Regions from separate parts of the Columba livia genome. Here region 2 is linked to region 1. The links are chromatin contacts, called in public Hi-C maps. All regions are on one chromosome and are shown on one strand. The core of a region is the stretch at or near the end of the contact, and the rest is flanking DNA. Distances in the headings are between cores, read along the strand shown. Region 1 holds the start of LOC135575238 (lysophosphatidic acid receptor 6-like). Region 2 overlaps ACAP3 (ArfGAP with coiled-coil, ankyrin repeat and PH domains 3).

Region 1 (3,160 bases), core at 166-2,665:
TCCAAGACACATTTTATTTTGTTTACATTGTCAATGTTTTTTCCTATTTTAATAAAGCGATTACGGCGTTTGTCCAATTACTGCAGTGATGGTCTGTATTGTTTAGCTGCGATCTTCTCACATTAGAAACCTGTCTGGGGGAGTCATTTTAAAGAGTCCTGAGGACTGTCAGAGAATACAGCTCCCCTGGTGCTGTCCCAGTTGGCTCATAAAAATACACAGCTAATAAAAATATACGGCACTTCCCTCCAGTCTTCCCTTGTGTAACACCCACTGCGTCAAAGGCACTGGTTTCCGAGGTTTGTTTTCAAATAAACAGTAGGAGAGATGAAACGTGTACTTACTTTAAGTAAATCAGTTGATGCCATCTCTGTGTTTCTTGTTTCCGTGTCTCTGGTGTAGTTTGTACACATAGGAGGTCTCCCTGTGTTTCTGGTCGTAGATCGTGTAAACCCTTTCGGACCTGAACCGGAGCCTGAGGCTGAAGCTCCAGCGCTTGCTGGAGGAGGTGAAATAATACAGGAGGGGGTTGAGGCAGCAGTTGACGCTCACGAGGGCCAGGGTGACCCTCCGCATTTTGTAGATCAAGCTGGTAAACGACTTATTCTGGATGACCCGGACTCTCATTAAAAAGTGAAGCAAGTGCGTGAGGTGATATGGGAGAAAGCACAAAGTACAGATGGCCAGGATGATGTAGATGGTGCTCAGCGCCTTCCTCTTGCGGACGCTGTGCTTGATCTGGGAGATCCTCTTGGCGATGAGCGGGTAGCTGATGAGAATGATGGAAAACGGGATCACGAACCCAAAAACCAAGGCCAGGATGTTGTAGGGAGCCATGCGGTAAGTCCAGCAGCTCGAAGGGAAGTTCTCAAAACACGCCGTCGCGTTCCTCTCGCCGCTGTTGTGCAGAGGGCCACCGAGGACCAGAGGAACCGCGACACTCAGAGCCACCACCCAGAGGGCTGCGACCACCGCCACGTAATGGGCGGCTCTGATGCGGATGTAGGTGAAGGGGTGCAGCACCGCGATGTAACGATCGACGCAAATGCAGGTGAAAAAGGCGATGCTGAGGTAGATGTTGATGTAGTACAAAGTCCCGGTGACCCTACAAGCCACGTCCCCGAAGATCCAGTTGTTTCGGTTCAGGTGGTAATGAATTTTAAAAGGCAACACGCAAACGAACAAGGTGTCCACCAGCGCCAGGTTGATCATGTAGACGTAGGAATGAGCCGTGTGCTCTGCTCTGCAGGACAGGCAGTACAGAGCCACCACGTTTTCTACCAGCCCCAGCACGAAGACGATGCTGTAGATGACAGTAAACAAGGAATACTGGAAATCCGCGTCCAAACTGGATTCTGAACTGGCATTGGCAACGGTCTCATTGGAGACTCCTCCAGGGCAGGACACACCTGCCATGATTTCTGCAGGGATTAAAGTCTTAAACCAGCCCTAACCTCAGTGGGCTCTGGAGGTTTATTTCATCTCGAGTGGGGAAGAGCTGAAGCGATGTTCAGTCTGGTGAAGCCCGTGCTTGGTGTATTTATTAACAGATGGAAAGTGCTGTTGCTGTAAAGAAAGAATAAATCATTTAAAACATGAGCATTTGAAGTTCACGCAGTAGACAGAGCATTTACTGGCCTGAAAATCATTGCGAGGTGACAGTGTTGCAGTAAGAGAGGTGGCAATTCCCCTGCTCCCACAAAAGACACGCAGTGCAGTGCAGTTTCCTCCATCAAATATCTAAAAAATAATAATAAATCTGAGCAACTAAGCCAAACACAAACACCTAAAGAGAAGCCTTAAAGGTGGTGGAGAAATTAAACCAGCTACAACAGGCACCGAGGTCCTGGAGTTGAGCCACTGACCACACAAAGACACAAAGGTTGTTGGGTGCTTTCCAAAGGAAGCGCTCAGATCACACTTCCTCCCAAGAGCGGTTTATCTAACGAAGTCAAAAGCACCCGAGATGACAATGGGAAGACGAGAAAGGAAAAATAACCAGTTTTGCTCTAAGTTGGCCAAGGACACGTCTCTGCTCACCTGGGCAAAGGGCTGTGCACAGACCAACACAACCCAGGCACGGCTCGGCCGTAACTCCACACAGCACAGGACTTGAAACAACCTTCGTTCTCAGAGTTTTGCCAGAGCAAAAGCCACTGAAAATCTCACTTTTCTAGGTTTTACCACCAGGTAAAAGCTCCACGACACACACAAGGAATTTCTGCAAATAGCACCTTAACACAAACCCATTTAAGCTCAACTACAGGAGCCGTGGAAAGGGGGGATAGTAAATCACTGCCGTGGAGTATCTTACAAGTCAGTTATAAGTTGTTCTTCTACCCAGTTCCACCCGCACTGCAGGACCCCCCGTGTACATCAGTGTGAATGAAAATATGCTCATTTTCTGCGAGAGGTAACAAGTGACAGAGCCAACAACTAAACAGCTATTTTCCAAGTCACTTTTCTCTTAGAATAACACACCATTTACTTATCTACCATTCCAAAAGCAGAGTCTGATCACATCCCAGCTCCCAGCGTTGTTTTCTTGGTTGGTTATTTTTCCTTTGAGGCGGGGAGGCTGTTGTTTCTGCCACCCAAAAAGCAGCAGCGAGTTCCTGTTCAAAGTTATTTCATTTACAAAAACACAGCAACACACACATCGAAGTTGCCACCAGATTTTGAGTTCATTAAATTATCAGAAATGTTTTCATATAAACTTAAGCTTGAGTCCTTCAACTCTGGTCAAGCGGGAGGTTTTTCTGGTTTTAAAGCGTCACTGTCACCCAAAGATCTCCCTGTGTACTGGGTGTCCAAGTGGAATCAATTGAAGAGAATTAGTGATGCAACAGCATAAAAAGGAGAGGAATTATAAATAACCCCTGATAAAAATAACAAGTATTAATGACAGACATAAAAAATGATTCAGATTAGGGGTACAGTCCGGAAACATCTACAGAAGCATCACGAGCAGGTATTTTTGCTCTATTAAATAAAAAAAGGCTGCAGCAACAGTCGGCTTGATTAACACCCCGACAGCACTAGCGTTGCTTTGGGTTCCTGCCCTGTAAGGATTCGTAATAAACTGAGTTAGAAAGCCAACTTACCAGAGCTCAGCTCATGGTCTCCTGCACAGCAGCTGCAGTTGAGTCTCCCCGGAGCG
Region 2 (3,160 bases), core at 463-2,962, 58 kb after region 1:
TATGATACAAAACCATGCTGCGGCTCAATTCTGGCTCCCCTTTAGTCCAAAGTAAGAGCAATACAAGTCTCCACGAGCACACAGAGCTGGGCTCAGAGCCTCGGCGGTCCCAGAGAGCAGCACATTCCCAGCAGAGAGATTCTAGACATTCCACCCAGCACACGGGAGTTCTACCTCCCCCATCAATCTGTGTGATCAGGTTCCTTTTATTGCAGCCCTGATACTTCAGGATAGAGGAAAAAAAAATGGAAAAAAATTAAAAATGGGCTGCCCTGATTCATTTGTCCCCAGGGGACAGCCTGGAATTATTATTCTTAAGGGACAAGCAAAATGCCGGCAGCATCCCCGGTTCTGCCACGTGCAATCGGGGTTGCTGGTGCATCCGCACCGGGAACGTGAACGGCGTCGCGGTGCTGGCACAGGTGAAATCCAGGTGCTCACCCCCCTCTCCTCGCGCAGCTGGTGAAGCTATGCAGCGGGATGATCGAAGCGGGCAAAGCCTACATCACCACCAACAAGCACTTCGTCAGCGGGGTCCGGGACTTGTCGCAGCAGTGCAAGAAGGATGAGATGATTTCGGTAAGTCACCCCCCGGGATGGAGGATGGGACACAGTGAGGGCTGGGGAGTGTTAAGTTTGCCGATGCTGTGAATGGACCATATTACCCAAGACCCTTATACAGTATAGGTAGCCATTTAGTGTGAGATTTTATTTTTGGAGACCATCTGATGATGCAATGCTGAAAGTCAGAGCGAGATTCATTATTTGCAGAGAGAACTGGACTTTTAAGAAGCCACAGTGCTGGCAAGGTGGTTGGAATCTAGGTCAGTAAGCATCAGTTATTTAGGTAACACAGGTAACCAGCCTACACAAGCGAGTAGTGATGTGGATTTTAGCACTGAACTGGAAAGGACAGGGAGCCTGTGGCTTCAATGTCAGATATTTTGAAACGCGGGGTGGCTCTTCAGTGGCTTCATGAGGGTCTGTCGCAGATGTTGAACCCCTGGGAAGGAAGAGCAGCTGCTTCTATTCACCACCTGTTCTCTTCGCCTTGTTTTGCAGGAGTGCCTGGACAAATTTGGAGACAGTCTGCAGGAAATGATCAACTATCACATGGTAAGATGCCACTTCCTCTTGTCTTTCTGGGGGCGGATGGCAACGTCTTTCTCAAGGCGCTGGTTGATGGTGTTTGGCTTACTTGACACTGCGCAAAGGTGGGGTCTGTGAAAGGAATACACTCTGAAGCCTGGCGTTCAAATTGGTGACATTAGGAGACCAGCAGATCTGTGAATGGATCAAACTGGGAGCAAACTCCACAGGGTGTGTGTAGCTCTATGTTTAAGGGTGTCACGGGACATATTAATGCTACTGTATCTCGCTAACAGAGCCCCAGGAGTTAGAATCTGCCCTTTCTCCATCCCTAACACCCAACCACGGCACCTGCAAACCCTTGTACAAGAGAAAGGTGCTTTGTGCTTGGTGGCTTCATGCCAGACTCGCAATTTTAAGTCTGTAACTCAGTAGGAGCTTAAAGCACAAGTGTTTTAAAGAGAAGGAAGCTTCAGGGTGTCAGCACTGGACTGACCCACTTTTATACTGCGATGCCCCTGTCAAAATACATTAGGCACGATGCTCGCTTTTGGGATGCGGGTTAACCACGTGCAGCTGCAGAAGAAGCTGCATCGAGTCCATTTAATTATTTCGTGAAGCAGGTAGGGAGACTGTTTCCCAGTAAAAAAAATGACAAGGAAAAGAGGTTGTGCACACGTAGCTCTCCTGGGACTGTTAGTGTTTGGGAACAGTAAACACCTGTACAGCAGTGTTGGTGGGGAGAGAGTGAATGAGCAGCAGAGAAAAGGTGTGTTTGTGTCGAGCAGAGAAAATCCAACCCTGATTTTTCTGATGCTGCTCAAATTCCCTCTGAAAACCAGTGCTGAGGAGTACGTGCAGCCCAGCCGCGAGGTAGCAGCCCCGGCCAGAAACCTCTGGAATTGCACAATTCCGTCTGCAAGCGCCGCTGCGCCAGCTGTGCGGCTTCCCCTGCGTCCCCGCTCGCTGCCAGAAGTGGCACCTCTGGGACTGCGCTCGCCTCAGCCAACTCATAAAGCAGGAGGACCCTTCCCAGAGCTGTCACATCCCCAGCTGATGTGGTCCAGCCCTTCCCAGCCACCCCACCCTGTTCACAGGCCTGAGCTCCCGCTGCCTGTGACTCAGGGCTTGTGAAAAACAGCATTTCCCTACCACCAACTGCAGGGACAAGGGAAAAACGTGCTTAAATGCTCCCTCCCCCCGGCCTTTGGAGAGCATCCTCCTCCCCTGGTGCCCAGCAGTGTGAGTCCCTCGCTGGGAAATGGCTGTGGAATGATGACTGCGGCATTTGAGCCCTCTCGGATGGCTATTCAATTAACGGAGTTATTTTTAGTGCCTTCTGCTGTCTCCTTTGTGTGCGTGTGTGTGGATGTGTATCTTGGCTTGTCCGCGCCTGAGGATCTCAGCTATGAAGCAGTTGTCAGTGCTCGCTCTAGGAGTGTAGCCAGGACAGTATGTACAACTGGAACAAGTTAAAAAGAAGAGGAAATATTCCAAAAAAATGGGTTGGAAAAGCTTGTTCTGTAGTTTTATTGCTAGAGCACTGGGCCCAGAGATGCCCTGATTCTAGTTCAGCAGAATCCAAGCTTAAAACCCGCTTGAATGTAGAAGATGAGCAACGTCTTGGGAAACTGGCTTCCTAGGATGTTCCCTTCAGAAACGGATGCTCAGTGGTTTGAAAAAGAGCTTCCAACTGGTGATACGATGCTGACCTCTGGAGGCATCGCTGCTGTTCTCTGAGCCTGCGGGATGCTGGATCCCATCACCCCATCGGATGAGGTTCCACGTGCACGATCCATGATCCGTGGCAGGGACCGCGTTTCCAGCCGGCTGTGTGAGCAGCGGGTGGCAGGCAGGGATGCTGGCGCCTTGCAGCATCCTTCCCGCAACGCTCACCCGTGTCCTTTCACATGAGCCTGAGTGGCATGAGCTGGAATTTTCCTCCGGGGTGTCCCCTGCGATCCCTCCTCCTCACAGAGCCACGCTGGAGTGGATAAATTCTGACTGCGGCTTGCCAAGCTCTTCTGGGCTTGTCTGCAGAGAGATGCTGTGCTGTCAGCTCCCAAACCTG

Evidence for each region. Hi-C and Micro-C count contacts between places; a contact is called where the count stands out from the background.
Region 2: a contact with region 1 is called in a Hi-C map of liver, with 4 times the contacts expected there. The contact joins the enhancer-like site here to the promoter of LOC135575238 in region 1. A contact is called at or near these places in 2 of 2 Hi-C or Micro-C datasets (crop and liver).

Annotation. Positions count from the first base shown.
Region 1 is chr21:2,030,770-2,033,929 of bColLiv1.pat.W.v2, forward strand. It overlaps LOC135575238 (lysophosphatidic acid receptor 6-like), which reads right to left and starts at 1,416. Exons shown (of 2, transcript XR_010467480.1): 1 at 1-1,416. It overlaps PUSL1 (pseudouridine synthase like 1), which reads right to left. Exons shown (of 10, transcript XM_065037916.1): 9 at 3,105-3,160; 10 at 1-1,566. INTS11 (integrator complex subunit 11) reads left to right here. Exons shown (of 18, transcript XM_065037904.1): 18 at 1-77.
Region 2 is chr21:2,088,234-2,091,393 of bColLiv1.pat.W.v2, forward strand. ACAP3 (ArfGAP with coiled-coil, ankyrin repeat and PH domains 3) reads left to right here. Exons shown (of 26, transcript XM_065037890.1): 3 at 460-579; 4 at 1,063-1,116. Among named protein-coding and RNA genes, the nearest start is that of ACAP3, 34 kb to the left of the region's middle. Within about 2 kb of position 1,713, at least 1 of the 3 cell types and tissues checked has an H3K27ac peak away from gene starts, as active enhancers do.